Regions from separate parts of the Sus scrofa genome. Here all the other regions are linked to region 1. The links are chromatin contacts, called in public Hi-C and HiChIP or PLAC-seq maps. All regions are on one chromosome and are shown on one strand. The core of a region is the stretch at or near the end of the contact, and the rest is flanking DNA. Distances in the headings are between cores, read along the strand shown. Region 1 overlaps CHD2 (chromodomain-helicase-DNA-binding protein 2). Region 2 overlaps FAM174B (membrane protein FAM174B). Region 3 has its middle 8.1 kb from the start of FAM174B.

Region 1 (2,980 bases), core at 316-2,815:
GGAGACCAGAACACTTCCCATATCGTGCTGCAGACACTCTAGCCTGATGTCTGAGAGTCGCATCAGGGTGCGCGGTGCAAATGCAATTCAGTTAGGAATTGATGCAGTGACACTGAAATCCTGCAGACCAAAACCCACTCGTCAGCAGGAGAGGTGGCCCGGGGCCCAGCACCAGTGGTCCTCTGGCTTATCTGAGGGCCACCGTGTCGGGCGAGGAGATCCAGGCCAAGGGTCCAGGCTGCTTTAGTCCATCTGTGCCCCGCTCGGTTGGGGACAGGTGGTTTTTCTTTATTGTAAAATTGTGGACTTTTAAAACCTGTTGACTAAACAGTAATTAATTTATATTTGTGAAAAATGCCACTGTCCTAGTGATTTCTGATGTAAATAATGTTGTTTATATAGTATGTATTAAATTTTCCTACATTGTAAAAACTGCTGTACTTTTGATTCTTATATATTAAAAAGTGTTACTAAGGATTTTTAGAATTGGGCGAACATGTTGCTTTGCATTGGCGTGCCCTGTGACCATACATGCCTCCACGTCACCCTTTCTCTGGTTGCTGGGTCATTGGGATTTTTTGACAGCTTGTGAAATGGAGTCTTTTCAAGTTATGTTTCTCCCCTCGCTACTGAGCACCAGTTGTGCTGTTGAGTCCAGGATCTTACACTGCAGGTTCTATCATTTTCTCTGAGCAGCGTCCCTGACCCCAGCAGCTGTCATCTTAGCCCACATCCCTACCCTTGATGAGAACCTGGAGGGGTTGGCACCAGTAGTTGAGCAGGGCAGCCCTCAATTTCCCATGTTGTTCGTGCCCAGGAGGATCCCGGGAGACCCAGGCCTGTGCAAACAGGGGTCCTACAGCCACCTCTACCCAGAGGAAATAAAAACACTGAGCCTGCCAGCCTGCAGCCCTGAGGGTCATTTTACAGTTGGGTTATATATTCTTGAAGGGGAAAAGAGCACTTTATAATGGAAACACTGACACAAATGTTAACTCAAGCAATTTGGCACAGGGGCCAGCCCAACTCCTGCGAGGCCCAGACAGAGGAAGGGAGCCACAGCCCACGAGTGGAGAACCGTCTGAATAGAAGTCGGAGAGGTTTGCCAGGCCCGAGGGGTTTTACTAACACTTAAATGGCTTTGAAGCGAAACTTCAGTCCTTGTGAAGCACTTAATTCTTGATAACAGATAAAACTGCATTTCCACTCAGAGTTGAGGATTAACTCCTGTGACTGTCAGCCCAGGACCTGTGGTTGTAGGGTCCTGCTGCCCTGGCTGCGCCTGGATTTAGCGCCTGTAGTTGTGGAGTTGACGCAAAGAAGAGCCGAGAGTTCTTCCTGCCTATAAACTTAACGCACAATCATGTTGCAACTCACAGCTCGGCTGGAACAACTTTGGGAAACTTTAAGAACAAGTGCAATAATCAGTCTATGATTTACAATAGCAACCAGGCTTCTAAACTGACCGCTGCCAAAACGCCTGCCTTTTACTGGAAGGAGCAGGCCCAGGCCCCTCCCTGCTCCCTGGCGAGGCCTCGCTCCTCTGGCATCAAGGCAAGTCCTCAATTAGCGCCAACAGAAAGGTCACTTAGTGAAACACAAGGCCCTGCAATTTGCCAGGCAGCGCTGAGCTCCAACCTGTGGCTCTTAAAGGAACAGGACCAGGTTTGCCTTGGAGGCAGCCCTTCCCTTGTGTTTTGAGGTTGAAAACCCACCAGGCTCCTGTCACCTTGCAAGCTGCATTTGTTCTGCTTTGTGAAGTGGGGAAGAGACATGGCCTGTCTGAATCAAAGTTCTTTATCCTGTAGAAAACAGGGCCCTCCCCTGGGGTGGGTCTTGGGGATCCCTGGTCAGTTTTGTACAGGGAGACAGGGTTTTGTGTGGAGCACAGGCAAATCGCTGACCTACAGAATTTTGACCTTGAGAATGGTAGAATGGCAGCCATTTCTTGGGAGCCAGAGCTGCCCTACAGAGGGTTCACATGTGCTTTTCTTTATTTCTTTTCTGACCCCAGAGGGAACTGATGTTGCTTAAAGCATGGTCCGCACTAACCCCACGCACCAGGGTGGCCTGAGGGGCCAGGAGTGGTCTGGGGGTGGGCAGGGAAGTCAGTGCCTGCCTATGATTGGGAAGCTGGCCTTTTCATCTTCATTTGCATACGGAGGAGGCAGCTCCTAGGGTTCATGGGCTTTGTGAGAGCTCCGAAAGCAGAAAAGGAAAAAGTTCGTCCACACTGGGGGTCAACTGGAAGGAGACAGTGTCCATCAGTCCTTGGCTCAGGGAAGGGAGATCAGGGGGACCTAAGACATAGCAACCCTCACCCCCCCCAGAGCCGGACAATCAGTCCATCCTGGGAGCCCAGGAAGGAGGTTTCTGCAAAGCCTGCTCTGTGCGGCGATTAAACACAGGAGGAACGCCCAGCGGGGAGTGGAACCAGCTAAACTTGGAGACAGAGTCTGGCCCCTTCAAGGCTCACAGAGAGACATGGCTGGGACTAGACCGTCATGAGAGTGGCCCTGTCCTAGCTGATGTGGACATACACACGTGAGCCAGGATGAGACCCTGCCCTCTCTGAGCTTTCCTGGGTGGAGGGTCAGGGATGCAGAACATAGACAAGCAAACAATGAGAAGACAAGATGTCACATAAATGCCAGGGAGAAAAGAGCCAGGACAGGAGTAGAGGGACAGGAGTCCAGGAAGGCATGAGGACCAAAGAGAAGCATGGGTCTGGGAGGCAGACAGACTTGGCTTTGAACCAGCTGGCTTCTTAGGCAAGTTCACTGCTTCTCCAAGCCTCAAATACAAACTACGGATAACGAGAGCCCCTTGCCAGGCCAGGGTGGCGTAGATGAGGTCACTGAGGGGACACCCAATGGGCTTGGCATCTGTTGAGATTATCAGAGGGGGATGCTGGGACCTCCAGAGGCACTGCTGAACTGGGGTGGATGACCATGCTCGCCACCCCAGCTGGGTCTGCTTT
Region 2 (2,980 bases), core at 170-2,669, 210 kb before region 1:
GGGGTCACTGCTGTAGCACAGGTTTGATTCCTGGCCCAGGAATTTTCATATGCCATGGTGCAGCTGGAAAAAAATAAAATAAAGAAAAGAAAAAGAAAAAAAAAAAAAGAGGCAAATTCTCAGGCCCTCCTGAAACAGAAGCTGCGGGGGCAGGACCCTAGTGATTTACACTTTAACAAGCATAGGTGATTCAGAAGCAAGTTCAAGTTTAAAACCATTTCCCTATAACATAATTCACCACAGATGTCATTTAAACAACATATTTCTTACTCCTCCACACAACTTGATGGTAAAAATGAACACTCTGGGACTTTCGTGGTGGCTCAGCAGGTTAAATATCTGGCATTGTCACTGCTGTGATGTGGTTCAATCCCTGGCCTGGGAACTTTTGCATGCCGTGGGTGCCACACCAAAAAAATTAATTAATTTTAAAAAGTTAATACTTTGGCTCTTTTAATTTATTCAATAGAAAATTATCAAATTATCAGATTTACCCCTCCCCATTTATTTGCATAAACTTGTCAGGAACATAAAGCAAAGAACAACTGTTTCATACATTGTATGAATAAAACTTTGTTTCCAAAAAACACTGGAAGTGGCTGGTGATGAATGTAATTACTGTTTACCAGAGATCTCAAATGTGCTATATGAAGACTGTTAAAAAATTTACTCAAGTTCTCTTGTGGCTCAGCAGTTTAAGGATCTGGCATTGTCACTGCAGTAGCAGGTTGCTGCTGTGATGTGGGTTCAATTCTTGGCCCTGGAACTTCTGCATGCCTTAGGTGTAGCCAAAAAAAAAAAGGAATTACTTCATAAATGACCTAAAACCTTGCAGAGATTTGAAGACCAGCACTTCCTGGGCCAGAAAATCAAAAAGCCTAGGAAAAATATGCTGAGATCTGTGAGCCATCCAGCAATACTGCATATAGAATTGTCCTGGGGCCTTCAAATGAGAACATTCACCGGTCTTCGGTTGCGCATAACCAGTGAGCACTCGTCTGGGAATTCTCATGTGTTGATGAAATTCCAAGAGCCCCATAGTACATTCTCTAGCTACAAAATATATTTTCTTCCATTAAAGCGAGTTTTGTTCAGGCCCTCTGCAACCACTACAATGATTCTAGTTTTCTTATGGGTACATTCCATGTAACAAATGGCAGAAAACACAGAAGTAGTGGGGCTAGGCTCTCTAACCTGGTGCTGAATTACAAGTCTCCCCCTTAGCTCGTGACTCTGGGGAAGGCAGCTTACATGCCCTTTGCTCAGACATCAAGTAGGCAATGTTGAGAAGTGCCTGCTATAATACCGCACCAAGAATCTATTATTCATGTATTGATTCCCTTCTGGGCCAGGAGTACAACAGATGTCTATAAAGGGCAATCGACTGAGAATGGGCCCAGCGGTATCGTAACATCAGTCTCCACTAGGTGGCAATAACGGTGCTAGGTAATTGGTTATTAACGTTGATCTTCAGAACTCAGCACTGTTTCTTACTAGTGATTTATTCATTCATTCAACAAATATTTATTCGATGGCTGCTATGGGCCTGCCACCATAGTTAAGATACAAAGACCAGTGAAGAAAGACAGAGTCCCTATCTATGGACCTTAGGTCTAGGTAAGGAAATGGACAGAGAATCACAGCAATAAAATAGCACACCATAGTAAGTGCTGTGAGTGCACAAGGGGAGAACTGCCCATTGCGGGGGTGGGGGGGAAAGCATCCCTGATAAAGGGATGACGAAGAGATGGAGGTGTCCCAGGAAGGTGAGGGGTGGGAAGTCAATGCTCAGGCAGAAGGGAGGGCCTGTCAGTGGCTCCTGGAAAGTGGGACGACTGCAAGGCCACATGGCTGGAGCCCAAAGAGCAGGGGAGCAGGATGGGAGCTGCCCACCCTGGAGGGAGGAGCAAAAGGCAGGCAGCCTTGTAAGCCTAGTTCTTGGTGGGGCTTTGGATCTAGATCCACAGAGCAGCAGGAGCCCACTGATGGGTTTTTAAACCCAGGAGGGGAGAGGGCTGGGTAACTAGATTGGATTTGCATTTAACAAGGTCAGATTTGCATTTTAACAGGGTGACTGAGGTCTTCTCTGCTGGGGGTTCAGCTGAAGTGGGGGACTGAAGGGGGGCAGGTCCTCCCAGGTGCAGGAGACCAGTTAAAGAACTACCACTGGAGTCTAAGAGGAAGGATTTGTCTTGGGTCAGGATAGGGACCTGGAGACGGAAACGACTGAGAGATGGGGAAAGTACCAGAACTCAGTGGCTAGGGGGTGCGCAGGAAAGGGAGGTGCCAGAGATGGCTCCCCAGTGTCTGGCTCGGACAAGCCGACAGATAGAAAGAAAATCGAAGGGGGCAAGGGCTCTCAAATAGTGGCTGGGTAGCAGAGAAAGAAAGTCATGAGCACTTTTATTTATCATTTATTTATTTTTGTCTTTTAGGGCCACGCCCATGCTAGGGGTTCAATCGGAGCTACGGCTACTGGCCTACACCACAGCCACAACCACGCCAGATCCTAACCCACTGATCGAGGCCAGGGATCGAAACTGCAGCCTCATGGATACTAGTCAGTTTCATTTCCTCTGAGCCACGTGGGAACTCCACAAGTTCACTTTTAGACATGCTAACTTTGAGAGTTTTTTTGTTTTTTTTTTTTTGGTTTTTGTTTTTTGTGTTTTTTGTTTGTTTTTGTCCTTTTGCCTTTTCTAGGGCCGCTCCCTCGGCATATGGAGGTTCCCAGGCTAGGGGTCCAATCGGAGCTGTAGCCACCGGCCTATGCCAGAGCCACAGCAAGGCGGGATCGAGGCCACGTCTGCAACCTACACCACAGCTCATGGCAACACCGGATCCTTAACCCACTGAGCAAGGCCAGGGATTGAACCCGCAACCTCATAGTTCTTAGTCAGATTTGTTAATCACTGCACCACGACGGGAACTCCTGAGAGGGTTTTGAGATATCTAAGGGGAAATCCCAGAAGGCAAAGGA
Region 3 (2,980 bases), core at 223-2,722, 190 kb before region 1:
TTTTGTTTCATAACCACAGCTCCCTTTACATTAAATCACATTCCCCTGAAGCTTCAAAGTGGTTGACAACTCTACACGACGTATCTTTTTGTTACATGTAATTAGTTTTCCCTGCGGTTCTGAAAAGTAAGATGATGTCACAAGTGCATCCCTTCCTTAACACCCAAACTTGAAAAACCAACGCTGTCCTGGGTGTCTAAACTCATGCAAAACATTTGCTTAGTGCTCAAATATCACAACTATGCGTTCTGGAAAACAAGAAGATCCGTCAAAAATTACTAAGAAGTGGCGCATGGAATGCGAGAGAATTCACATTAGGGATAAAAAGAGACGTGTTAAAAGGGGATTGGGGTGAAGGTGGTTTAATACAGCCGAGAAGCATGAGGGAAACAGCTCAGCCGGGAGCGGAAAATCAATTTGCCAGGGCCATAGTAAGACTGGAACATCATGTCTACACTTGTCAGAATCCATCCTGGCTCCCCCTGTAATGTCTGCAGTCGGAGCATGAGTACAGGAGATATGCCTCATACCAGTTTAACCACGGAAAAGACTACTACCACCGAGCAAATCTTCAGAGGAGGAACAGACCGAAGGACGATCTTTTACGAACTAAAGAGATTTAGTACGTCAAAAGCTTTACTCAGGAAAAACCAAAATTTCTTTGTCATCCACTTGTTTTCTGGATGGCTTCTAGTGAATATTGCTTGGTAGGGAGAATCATTTCAGAGTCACGGAGAATATATCTTGGATGTTTATGCTACAAAAACTAGGAGAATTATGTTATCTGTTCCTTCGGAAAAGTGAAGCAGCAATAAACCACCGCTTAACTAGTAAATCATAAAAGCTACATGGAGGAAAGCCCAACGACTAAGAAGCTGGAAAAAAAATCTCAAAAAACTGTAAAAACTGATCTACAAAGAGAGGAAAATTTTTCTGATGCATGCTAAACCCATCCTGTTGCTTCTTACAAACTTTGTTTTTTGGAAATTTCCAGTATGTTATAAGTCGTCATTCTGTCAAAAAATGTTTGCTTCGGAGCCCCATCATTCTTAAACCTGTTGCATAGTCAGTGTGACTTTACTCATGAAGTTCTTTTCTGCCTTTCCTGTATGTTCAGTAGCTCTTCCTGCAACAGAGTCGTATTTATTTTTCGGTTTCTTTCTTTCTTTTTTTTTTTTTCCCTTAACTTGGTCATGAGGAAGCCTATTCATTCCGACATCAGTTGCCTAAGTATAGACTAGTCCTGCCCTGGAAATTGCGAACTGAATTTGATTTCCTCTAAGAAGATAAAATGGAGAAGCTGCTTTACATTTTCACTCAAAGGGCAACTGGCGCCGAAGTTTGGGGCCGGAAATGCGCGGGTGCCTTTAAGAAGAACCGGGGTAATTTTCCATCGCCCCCCCCAGCCCCGCCCACGCGGCGGGCGGCAGGGCGCGTCGGAGCGCGGCTGCGCGGTGGGGCGCGGCGCGGGCCTCCCGTTGCCTGGATACCAGCTCCCACCCCTGGGCGACTGAAGCCCTATTGTTTCCAAGATGGCGCCGAGTCCTGTCTTAATGTGCCAGAAACAAAGCCAGCTAAATACCCTTGAGCTTAGCGGAAAGCAAGGGTCTTAGGGCCGGCTTTAAGAGTGTTCTATGTCAATATTTATTTACTATTATAATGTTACAAAAATCCTCTTAGGTTGTCTAAATGGGGAGAAAATCAGGGATCGCCTCGGGGTGTGTAAGCCCTGGCCTTTTTCCATAGCAGGGCTTGTGGCTTCAAAGTTGGTGATACATTCTTTTCTTTTGGTAAGAATTCTGGTTTTTCCTGTTTAACTAGCTCAGAAAGACGTCTCTTTTTAAGTGTAAACTGGACCATGCCGCTTAACCTTAGAGACCGTATAATTATGTGGAGCTCAACTGGGGTACTAGCTCTTGACTGTGTCCCCTCCCCTTTAAAAATACCTGTTGGGCTGCAAACTATTATATGTAGAATGGATAAACAATAAGGTCTTACCTCATAGCATAGGGAACTATATTTAATATTCTGTAATTAAACCATAATGGAAAATAATGTCTTTTAAAAAGAACATATGTGTATGTATAACTGAGTCACTTCTCAGTATAGCAGAAGTTAACATTGTAAGTCAGCTATATTTCAATTAAAAAATTGTTTAAAAACCTGTTCGTTTTTCTCTTTATCTTGAATAGTTGCTTTATGTTCAAATTAATGGTACCATTATAATTATTATAAGATTGTAAATTTTTGGGGGAGAAGTATGTTTTAACCATCTTTGTATCCCAGAAGTGTTTCTGCCCATAATAAACCTCCAAAGAATGTTAAGTAAGTCTCATTAACTACCGAGGCTTTAAACTGTGGAAAGCACTGTACTATGAAGTAGGTACCCCCATTTTTTTCTCCCATGTACCAGAAACTAAGGCACCAGGAGGTTAAGTGCCTGAAGCACCACAGCTAGTAAACACTGGAATGATTCAAACCCGGACAGCCTGAGAGCTTGTGCTAGCCTGCCATTGTACTATACTGCTGTCTGTAAATAGTGCAGAGAGTCCATGATGTCTTCTAACTGCAGTACTTTCAGGGAGGAGTGTGCAAGTCTCTTTCTCTTGACTTGCATTCTTTGTCGTGAATAAACTTTTCACATTTGTTTCAGTCAGGGCATTTAGATGCTAACCATACCCTGAGCTTAAAGACCCAAACCCAGGCAGTATTGGTGGCAGGTGTTGAGGAAATATAATTTAAAAACAAAATCGCCTATGCTGAAACTTTTTCCACGGAAGTAGAAGAGAAAGAAAAAACATTTTATATTGAATAAGCTTTAAACCAAAATATGCTATGCATCACAGGCAATCCACTGAGAGACTGCAAAGATAGGAGGAATTTCTTGTTTACATAGCTTAGCAGATACACCCTGCTACTACTACCTGTTCTCTGTTTATCTCCAGATAAACAATAACTGGGAGGACTTGACAGCACCATT

Evidence for each region. A called contact is a pair of places that touch in the nucleus more often than the background predicts. HiChIP or PLAC-seq counts read pairs in DNA pulled down with a chosen protein or histone mark.
Region 2: a contact with region 1 is called in a Hi-C map of embryonic fibroblasts, with 3 times the contacts expected there. The contact joins two enhancer-like sites. A contact is called at or near these places in 4 of 47 Hi-C or Micro-C datasets (embryonic fibroblasts, heart right ventricle, mesenteric adipose tissue and 1 more).
Region 3: an H3K27ac HiChIP or PLAC-seq map of skeletal muscle shows a contact between it and region 1. The contact joins two enhancer-like sites. A contact is called at or near these places in 2 of 47 Hi-C or Micro-C datasets (heart right ventricle and mesenteric adipose tissue) and 1 of 2 datasets of contacts at active chromatin or transcription factors (skeletal muscle).

Annotation. Positions count from the first base shown.
Region 1 is chr7:85,978,211-85,981,190 of Sscrofa11.1, reverse strand. It overlaps CHD2 (chromodomain-helicase-DNA-binding protein 2), which reads left to right. Exons shown (of 38, transcript XM_021099370.1): 38 at 1-432. Among named protein-coding and RNA genes, the nearest start is that of RGMA, 58 kb to the right of the region's middle. Within about 2 kb of position 1,565, at least 31 of the 83 cell types and tissues checked have an H3K27ac peak or open chromatin away from gene starts, as enhancers often do. A contact at or near this core is called in embryonic fibroblasts and skeletal muscle, where this site is marked.
Region 2 is chr7:86,189,625-86,192,604 of Sscrofa11.1, reverse strand. The region is part of intron 1 of FAM174B (membrane protein FAM174B); the gene reads right to left. Among named protein-coding and RNA genes, the nearest start is that of FAM174B, 9.1 kb to the right of the region's middle. Within about 2 kb of position 1,419, at least 27 of the 83 cell types and tissues checked have an H3K27ac peak or open chromatin away from gene starts, as enhancers often do. A contact at or near this core is called in embryonic fibroblasts, where this site is marked.
Region 3 is chr7:86,172,348-86,175,327 of Sscrofa11.1, reverse strand. No RefSeq gene overlaps it. Among named protein-coding and RNA genes, the nearest start is that of FAM174B, 8.1 kb to the left of the region's middle. Within about 2 kb of position 1,472, at least 73 of the 83 cell types and tissues checked have an H3K27ac peak or open chromatin away from gene starts, as enhancers often do. A contact at or near this core is called in skeletal muscle, where this site is marked.